Regions from separate parts of the Sus scrofa genome. Here all the other regions are linked to region 1. A link is a contact called in public HiChIP or PLAC-seq and promoter capture Hi-C data. All regions are on one chromosome and are shown on one strand. Each heading gives the region's core, a stretch centred on a gene start, on an enhancer-like site or on the middle of the called end of the contact. The rest is flanking DNA. Distances are from core to core; before and after follow the strand shown. Region 1 holds the start of TICAM2 (toll like receptor adaptor molecule 2). Region 2 holds the start of TRIM36 (E3 ubiquitin-protein ligase TRIM36). Region 3 overlaps LOC110259444 (a long non-coding RNA gene).

Region 1 (2,921 bases), core at 107-2,606:
ATCACAAGATTGTTAAATGGGCCACCAATCAGTGGTGGGAACTGCCTCCAACTTTGCAAATTCCAGCTGAAAGGAAAACGCATTGGATTGGATTATTTTAAAGAGGCCCACCATTCTCACATCTATTTTTCATTTCACATTTATCAGTTCTCACCATTCCAAATGAACTAATCTGGCTATCCCTATTTCTGGACGACAATACTGGGAAGGCTTTCCTGCAACATTCGTGAGAGGTGCCGCAACAGGGAGAGCTGTCAGATTTCTCAAGGCCATTGTTTTGCCAACGTGTCTTTTGAGAACAAAATCAAAGTGTTATGGTATTTTTTTAAATGTCTATCATATAAGTTCTTGTTCAAGTTCAATACAAGAAAAGTGAATTTAAAATATCCTTTGTTGAACTAGGAAAGCTGTGAGAGGAATCAGAGGTTTTGCAACTCTGACAATTGCAAGTTTAGAGAAACATCAAAAGTACCTCAATTCTATAGAGTGTCCTGCAAAAATCTATTTTTCTTGGGCTCTACAGTTTTCCCCTAAGAGCAAGGTTCTCTTCCATTTAAACTTTTCCTAGAAATTTGCTTTCTCAAGTGAAGAGAAACCATTTGCTTTACAAAACAAGGGCACACCATGTGTTATATGTCCCATCTCAGGCAATCAATTGTCTTTGTACCAGATTTCTGGTCTCTTTCCATATAGCCTGTTGTATCTGATACACAGACTCCTGAAAAATCCTTTCCACTTGTGTAGGAAAGCCACGACTTTCTTCCTCCAGGGCGTTGATGGTTCGCAGAGCAAAGGGGGTCTTTTCTCGGGGCAGGGGGTTGTTCAGGGGCCGCATGGGGATGACAGAGTTGTATTTGTGCTGTCTGTTCACGGAGTTCATGAGAGATGTATAGAACTGGAACTTACACCAGGTGTCTCTTAGAAAGTTTTCAGTCAATAGCAAGATTGTCCAGGCAGAGCCATTGACAGCATCGTCTAAATTCTGTAAATGCTGTCTGCCACACGGCATCTCAGCAAAGATTATTCCAGGTTTGATCCCGAAGTCATTTTGCAGCAGATTCTGGACTCTGAGGGCTTCATCTGTGTCATCTTCTGCGTGTAGTATCACAAATTTGAGGAACACCTCTTCTTCTGCTTCCTCTTCAGGCATCTCTTCCACTCCGTCAGCTCCCTCCTGCTCTCCTGTTGGCATCTCTGCTGAACTGCTACATGCAACATCTTCGCCACCATGCAGGGGGATTTCCTCAGATATCGTGCAATCTGTCTCGTGAGGTTTTTGACTTGTATCCACACCGTGGCTTTTACTCCAAGAGAGAGAAAGAAGGCAGGGATCTGTCTTAGACTTCCCGATACCCATTATAAATATCCAAGTCAGAAAGGAAAGCTTTATTTATTTCTCAGCATTTCTTTTCATCCTAAAAGGAGAAATAACAAAGCAGAAGACTACTGTAAATTTCATCAAAACAATTAAAATGGAAAATCTCATTCAACCTGCAAACCTCAAAAAGATTATAATATATAGCTTTCTAAGAAGAAAATGTCAAAGAGATCATTGGAGATGAAGTCACTTGTCTTGTTTGAGTTCCACAAGGGCTACCACAGGTAGGCAGGGGTAGGTTAAACACAGGGGTCCGGTTTAATATAAAAGGAGATGTTTGGAAACTTTAAATGGTATTATATTGGCATTATAAACTCCAGTTAAATTACTTTGGTGTGTTAGCGAAAAGGGACCGTATCACTCTACTCATATGGAGTTTAAATTCAACTTCTCCATAACCAAATTACTGTGTAAACTAGAAACAGGAAAACTAAAAGAAACAAAATATTCATATTAACTTCAAAACATATTTTTGTTTCAAATGCAAATACAAAACAGAATACAAATACCCTAAAGACAGCTAATAGGCAGCTCTGCTGACTCAGAATAAAAAGATCTGAAATGTTAAATGAAATGTTGCTCAGGATTCACCGGTTCAGAGCTTTTTCTCTTTTTTTTTCTTTTCTTTTTTTTTGGTCTAGGGTCAGGGATTGTTGTACTGGGGCTGGTGCAGAAACTAATAAACTTTTGCAAAAAGTAAGGAATATCTTTTTCCAGCTAATCCTGGGAATAATTAAGAAAACATATTTCTGCACCCAGGTAAAAAAAGTAACATCTTGGTTTGGAAGTGTAATCTGGAAACAAAGCCTTGTGATTTCCAGGGAAATCAATAATGATCATAGTCTGTATCATTCTTTTATTTTAAAAGGCCTAAACTCAGAGTAGAAGAATTAGATCAGCTGTGAAAGAGAGATACTCCATGTGAATCTAATGCTGCAGTATTGTTAATACCCAAATAAGCAGTTTCAAGGGGGTACTTTCATCAAAAGACAGAAAATTCAGAATAGATAAGTATAAAATACATGTTGTCAAATATGGGCCCATAGGCTATATTCCAAAGGATTTTTATATATTGTTCATGAGCAAAGATCAGAGATCAAGAAGAAATTAGAATCTTATTCATAATGACATAAGTACCAGCTACATATGCCAAAATAATTCAAGTTTAGATGAAACCGTTCATCAAATGGTGAAAAACTGTTATGGGAAGAAAAAATAAGGAAAAACGTATACAGAATTTCTTTCTAATGTAAATAAGGAGTGAAAGGGTTTGCTACTGCCACTGAATAGTGAAGAAATCACTGGCTACTGGCTGTCATTGATTCTGCCTGTTCTTCAGGTTCTGATCCACACTATATTGTGCCAGCCACCAAGTGGTGGTCTAAGGCATGACAACCCTCCAAGGCTACATACATACATCCCAAAAAATAAACCCAAATGAATTCGGACTCTCTTCGCTAGTTAAGATTAACTGCTCACTTTAATACTGCATCAATGAAAAAAGTTTTACTATGTCAAGTTGCAGAGAGAAGCTTCCCCTGCA
Region 2 (2,921 bases), core at 207-2,706, 410 kb before region 1:
TGGTCTGGGGTGTTGATGGTAGGAACCACCCCTACCTTCAGAAGATTAATAAGTATTCTGTTTCGGATGAGTGTATTCCGTGTTTGCAGAGCACGAGAGAGAATTCACCCGGGGTGCTGGGCGTTAACCCGCTCCCCAGCCTCAAGGGAAACAGCAGGACTGTCTGGCCTTAAGCATCTGCAGAGTTGAGGTTAGTTAGTGAGGTATGAGAATGACGTTTCAGGTGTTCACATCAGGGCTGCAGATAATCCTTCTTTCTGATGACCTTGCCCAGGGAGGCCTTTTCTCCTCTGTGCCATTATTATCTTTTCTTGAAACTCCAGGTGTAGAGGACAAATGCAGCCGCTTTCAGCTTTAGGCGAACCCTGGTAGACAGCGCACCCCGCAGACTTTGCAGACTTTGCATTTCCCGACACTTCCCGCCTGCAAATCACTTAAGGAGCCTCTCCAGGCACTTTCTCGGTTGCAGCGGGTAGGGCTGCCTCCTGCAAGGCTTTCAGTCTTGGCTCGGCGCCACCCAGCCCGGCGGAGGGCGTGGTCACTAGGAGCTGCCCACTGCGCCAGCCTGGGTTTCGAAAGGACTCCCGGACAGGTGCCCTGCTGAAATCCGGCGCCTTAGCATCTCCCTCTGCACACCAAAGGAAGGATGCTTTAAATGTTCCTAGCCTGGGACAACGGCCAAGGACCTGGAAGGAGGGCTAAAAAAGCTAAGGCCAGGCGAACTGGGCTTCTGCCCCTGTTTATCTGCCACACGGTCGGAGTGCGCGCTGAACCCAATCCCATTCTTCTCACCTATTCACCATCTAGTCCGACCCTCCCTCCGTGTTCTGTGCCTGGACAGGCGATGTCACCACGCTTGGGAGCTCTGGGTGCGTCGCGGAGCCCTCCTCGGCCAAAGCCTGACCCTTCTCCTCATCCTCGCAGACTGATCTCCCGCCCCTTGCGGTCCCAGAAGCCCCCGCCTTCACCCAGCTGGCCAAGACCCTTTTGGCTCATTTCAGAGACGCCGCTCAATTCCAGGGGAAAAAAAAAAAAAAAAAAAAAAAAAAGCGGCTACTTTGCATTCTGCAGCTGCTGGGACACACAGACTGAGAGCGCGGCCCTGGGATTCCAGCCCCGCCCTCCCCGGCGGCGGCAAGGACCCGGGACGCCCACAGCCTCGGACCAGGTAGTGCCCGGGGTGGGGTCCCAGGCCTGGGCTCCACTCCACGCGTCCCAGCACTTACCTTGCCTCTGGCTAGCAATTCCATGATGTAGCCAAATTCACTTATCTCCCCCGACTCGGACATGGTTACGACCCTTCACAAACTCTGGAGGACCGAGGCGGGTGCATCGAATTTGTTTTTTCTGTCTTTCTCTGTTTTTAGTCGGAGTTTTGCCGAGCGCCCGCTAGTATGCTGTTAACGAGGAAAAATAACGCAGAAGAAAAAGGCAAAAAGCGAGGTTCGGTGGGATGAAGGCCATAGAGGGCTCCGGGAAAGCCACGTCCAGCGTTCTTAGTCTGGATTGAGCTGTCGGGACAGGACGATGTAACGGAACAAACGAGGGCGGCGACCGCGGTGGCGGCGGTGAAATCCTCACCAGGCGGAGCCCGGCGCGGAGGCTCCGCCTCCTCGGGGGTCTCTGCCCGCGCCTCCTGCCGGGGGTCTGGCGGCTGCAGAGACAAACACCCACACAAAAGCCGGTCTGGGCTCCCGGCCTCTCGCCGACCCAGCCCAGTCATCCACTGGATGGTTAAAGCTGTCCTTTATCCGATGCCAGGACGGACGGTAGCTGTCCGGAGCTCTGGGCGGCGCGAGGACCAGGAAAAATCCCCACCCCACTGTCTGGAGGTGCGAGGGCAGAGAGAATGAATGCAGAGCAGGGACAACAAAGGATCTGGCTGACAGCGCCGGAAAAAAATAAATAAATAAGTGAGAACCCAGGAAACGGCAACGACGCATCTCAAGTCAGCCTTCCTGAAATCCAATAGGTAACAAAGACCAAGCCAGTGCTTCTGAGATGAGAACAAACACCAGGATTGTGTTTTAAACACTCTAAGTGTGTAAGGTCGATTGTATCTCTATATCCTCTTGATACTCAACTTTCCTTTAATTAAAAACAAAAACAAAAACCCATTCCTGCCAGCAAGATACCTGGAAAAACATTCTCTTAGTTACAAATAACTCACTTTTCCTATTATTCATTTCACTGATTGAGTTAGACATTCAGTGAATGTTTCTTATTTTATACTTCTTTTTAAAATAGCAGATCGCCTAGGAGGCTGCAGCTGAATTGGCCTCTCAGTCTTCCCCCTGCTTCCTTCACACCTGACAATCTTTGCTTCTCTTGAGAAGTTGACTGAACAGAGTCAGGCCTACTTTATTCTTCCACGACAAGCAGTCCTTTATTTTTCTTGAAAAGGAGCTGAGTGATGAAGGCATGAATTTTTCTTTAAAGCATGATAATATGTGAAAATAGAACATGTACATGTATGTGTAACTGGGTCACCATGCTGTACAGTAGAAAAAAAATTGTATTGGGGAAATAACTACTAAAAAATAATAATAGCAATAATAAAATAGGGAATTCCCATCACGGTGCAGTGGTTAATAAATCCTACTAGGATACCATGAGGTTGGAGTTTCGATCCCTGGCCTTGCTCAGTGGGTTAAAGATCTTGTGTTGCCCTGAGCTGTGGTGTAGGTCAAAGATGCAGCTGGGATTCCACGTTGCTCTGACTGTGGCATAGGCCCGTGGCTACAGCTCCGATTAGACCCCTAGCCTGGGAACTTCCACATGCCACGGGTGTGGCCCTAGAAAAAGACAAAATAATAATAATAATTGAATTGGACACAACTGGAACATGTACTGCAAGAATGAAACCACTTCCCTTGGTGGTTTTTCTTGTTTGCCTTTTATTTGGTGATTTTCTGATTTCT
Region 3 (2,921 bases), core at 202-2,701, 260 kb before region 1:
GTTAATAATTTCTCATATTTTTTAAAAAAAACTGTAAGTGGAAACAAAAAGTTCAAAGAGTGTTTATAAATGATTTTCGTTCTCTTCTAGAAGGCGGCCTTGACCTTTGTGACTACCATGCCAGAGACAATGAAAGGAAAAATTACCTTCAGGCATTTATGTGAACTCAGCACTCAGGGAAATTCCATTTGTCTGCTGGCCTTAAAGGCAGTCTGAAGAAGATTAACAAGGAGGAATGTAGCTGCTACTTAGAACACACTTCCATAGAAGCAGGAAAGTCCTGCCTACATAGGCGACAGGACACATGTATCAGAGGAACGCATTTCAAAAGCACATTCCAAAGAGCTCTGTTTGACAGTCTCTGCCTCTTTACAGCACTGCAACTGCACCCTGCTTCGTGACCTAAATTAATTTTTCCTCAAGAGTTCTTATTTTTTACTTCAGTCTTTTGAAGTTGTGAGGTAAAAACCTTGCTGGCCCATTCATTCATTCAATGAAAAACTATTTATTAAATACCGATGATGTACAAGTGAAATTCCAGCTGGTCACAGAGCTTATGTACTAATGACTGAAGACAGATGGTTATCAAGGAAGCAAAAACATAATTTCGATTCGGGATGAGGGCCGTGAACAGAACAGAAAGATGTAATGGAGAATACAAGCGGGTGAACCTAAGAGAAACTGGTTGCGGAAGTGCCGTTTGAACTGAGACCCTACACATGAGAAGGCACCAGCCTGGTGGAGGTGCTGGGACGTAGTGTTCTAGGCAGAAAGAAGGGAGAGGCAGGCAGGTGCAATCAGCTCAGGCAGGAGCATCCTGACATGTGCTGGGAAGAAAAGAAGCTTACGTGATGGGTCCAAGTGAGCAAGGGGACGATGGTGCCAGACGGAGTAGACAGCACAGGATAGCAGAGTTTGGATTTTCTGCTAAAATGAGAAGTTGGTGGAAGACTTTCATCAAGGGAGGGACCTGATCTGATCTGTGTTTTCAAAGATTGAGCTGCACACTGTGTGACAAATAGATCTAGTTCAGCTTTGTAATTTAGGCTGATACCAATTAAACCAGGCATTCTATTAGGGTCAGGGAAAAGATTGCTCTTTTTATTTTATTTTCTGTTTCTTCGGTTTTGGTTGTTGCTGTTGTTGTTTTTCCTTTTCTTTCTTTCTTTTTTTTTGCAAATCCAGATTAGTGTCTGATCTTTCTCCTTATTCTTTCTTATCTTTAGACTTGATCTCTAAAAACAGCAGGGCTTCTGATGATGACCTTTCCTATCCCCACAGCACAAGTCCATCATGACCTAATATGGAGAGAAAATCAGTCCATTGCCTTCTGCTTTCCTAGCAAACACATTTGTTGGTCTGACCTGGAAAAGCCGGGCTGCAACTCTGCCAGCCACCAAGGATTTCTGACAGGTCAGCTATACTTGATTAATTGGAGTGACTCTCTAGTTTTCTCCGAGAGTAGAAACCAGTTCTATCAGGTTACTGCCCTCCTGACACAGGCCTAAAATATGGCTGATTGTAAAGGATGTCTTAATTAGAGACTTCAGCATTACAACGGAAGAGTAAACTGCTTGAACTACGAAGTGTATTGAGCCCTCAATGGACGGGGCAAGGCTGTTCTCCACGACTTCAGTGTGAGCTTTGACAATTACAGTGACAACAATAGGCACCACTTTCTGAGCACTCAGTTTTCACCAAGAATTCATCCAACGCTGGTGTTGGCAAACTTCATCTGCAAAAGACCAGACAGTGAATGTTTTCAGTTTGTGGGCCATCTGGTCTTACTGCAAGTGGTGCTCAACTGTGCAGCTGTAGTGAGAAAGCAGCCACAGGTAAGGAAAGAGTGTGGCTTTGCTCCAGCAAAATTTCATTTTCCCTAAAAGGTTGTGGGGCTGGACACAGCTTGATGACTCCTGGGCTAAATGACTTACTGAGGACCCCTGGTTTAAAATACTTACATGTATTAACTTACTTGATTTTCAAAACACTCTGATTATACCCTTTAATTTATAGATGAGGAACTGTGGCACAGAGAGGTCATGTATACCTGGCCTGGCCAGCATAGCTCATACTTGTAGAGCTGAAGTTCACAGCCACACAGCGTGGCTCTCAGTGCCAAGCACAGAGTCACCGTGAGTGTGGCATGGCCAGGACTAGCCCTGAATAGATGCTTAGTCATCTATGGACTTCACTGACCAGTTTATGAGTTACCTAGGTTCTTTATAAAACGCCTGTGTCATAGGATTGAGGACTAGGGAATGGAATGAACCAAACAGTACAATGCCTGAATCAGCACAGTGCTCTGGAGGAACGGTCAGATCACTCTGCATTCTTATGTTCTTCTGATATAAAATGTGAGGGATAGGTGGGGTATCTCGGTTACTGAGGACCCTGTGCCTGGGTAGGTGTGATCATCTTGGCAGTTCACAGAAGAACTGTAATATTAGCAGCCAAGATTTTTCTATTTCTGTTTGTCTTCTTTCCCCTACGTATTCCATGTGATTATTATGAAGATCAAAAGAAAGGGAAAGAAGTACAGAGAACAGTGGAGAATAAAGAATTTCTGGAATAAGAGAAATTCAGTAGTATATACTAAACATACAGTAAAACATTTTATACTTCATTTTATTTCTCTAAAAATATGGCTAGGTATGTATGCTCTTACACGGCGATACTAGAGAACTCTCCTGGATTTTTAAGAGACTAATAAACATACTAGGAGTTAGTTTATTAATTGGGAGGAAAAATTTTATGATAAAATCTACTCCATCTGTGTTAACAAGCCAAGTCAAAGAGAAAATCTGTTGCATGCTTCTCCAAACCCCAAAGCTCAATCTCTGTATATCATTTGCAGTGCTACAGGGCTCCTTTTTATATATATAAACTATTATTACTTATATATGTAATATATAAACTTA

Evidence for each region. Promoter capture Hi-C pulls out the DNA fragments that hold promoters and counts their contacts. HiChIP or PLAC-seq counts read pairs in DNA pulled down with a chosen protein or histone mark.
Region 2: a contact with region 1 is called in a promoter capture Hi-C map of fetal liver, with 3 times the contacts expected there. The contact joins the promoter of TRIM36 here to the promoter of TICAM2 in region 1. A contact is called at or near these places in 1 of 5 promoter capture datasets (fetal liver), 3 of 47 Hi-C or Micro-C datasets (liver, retroperitoneal adipose tissue and skeletal muscle) and 1 of 2 datasets of contacts at active chromatin or transcription factors (alveolar macrophages).
Region 3: an H3K27ac HiChIP or PLAC-seq map of skeletal muscle shows a contact between it and region 1. The contact joins the enhancer-like site here to the promoter of TICAM2 in region 1. A contact is called at or near these places in 10 of 47 Hi-C or Micro-C datasets (blood, liver, mesenchymal stem cells and 5 more) and 2 of 2 datasets of contacts at active chromatin or transcription factors (alveolar macrophages and skeletal muscle).

What each region holds. Positions count from the first base shown.
Region 1 is chr2:119,759,403-119,762,323 of Sscrofa11.1, forward strand. It overlaps TICAM2 (toll like receptor adaptor molecule 2), which reads right to left and starts at 1,357. Exons shown (of 1, transcript NM_001204351.1): 1 at 1-1,357. The coding sequence starts at 1,357. The coding sequence ends at 644.
Region 2 is chr2:119,350,935-119,353,855 of Sscrofa11.1, forward strand. TRIM36 (E3 ubiquitin-protein ligase TRIM36) reads right to left here and starts at 1,457. Exons shown (of 11, transcript XM_021084641.1): 1 at 1,227-1,457. The coding sequence starts at 1,289.
Region 3 is chr2:119,498,535-119,501,455 of Sscrofa11.1, forward strand. The region is part of intron 1 of LOC110259444 (a long non-coding RNA gene); the gene reads right to left. Among named protein-coding and RNA genes, the nearest start is that of CCDC112, 19 kb to the left of the region's middle. Within about 2 kb of position 1,452, at least 12 of the 83 cell types and tissues checked have an H3K27ac peak or open chromatin away from gene starts, as enhancers often do. A contact at or near this core is called in skeletal muscle, where this site is marked.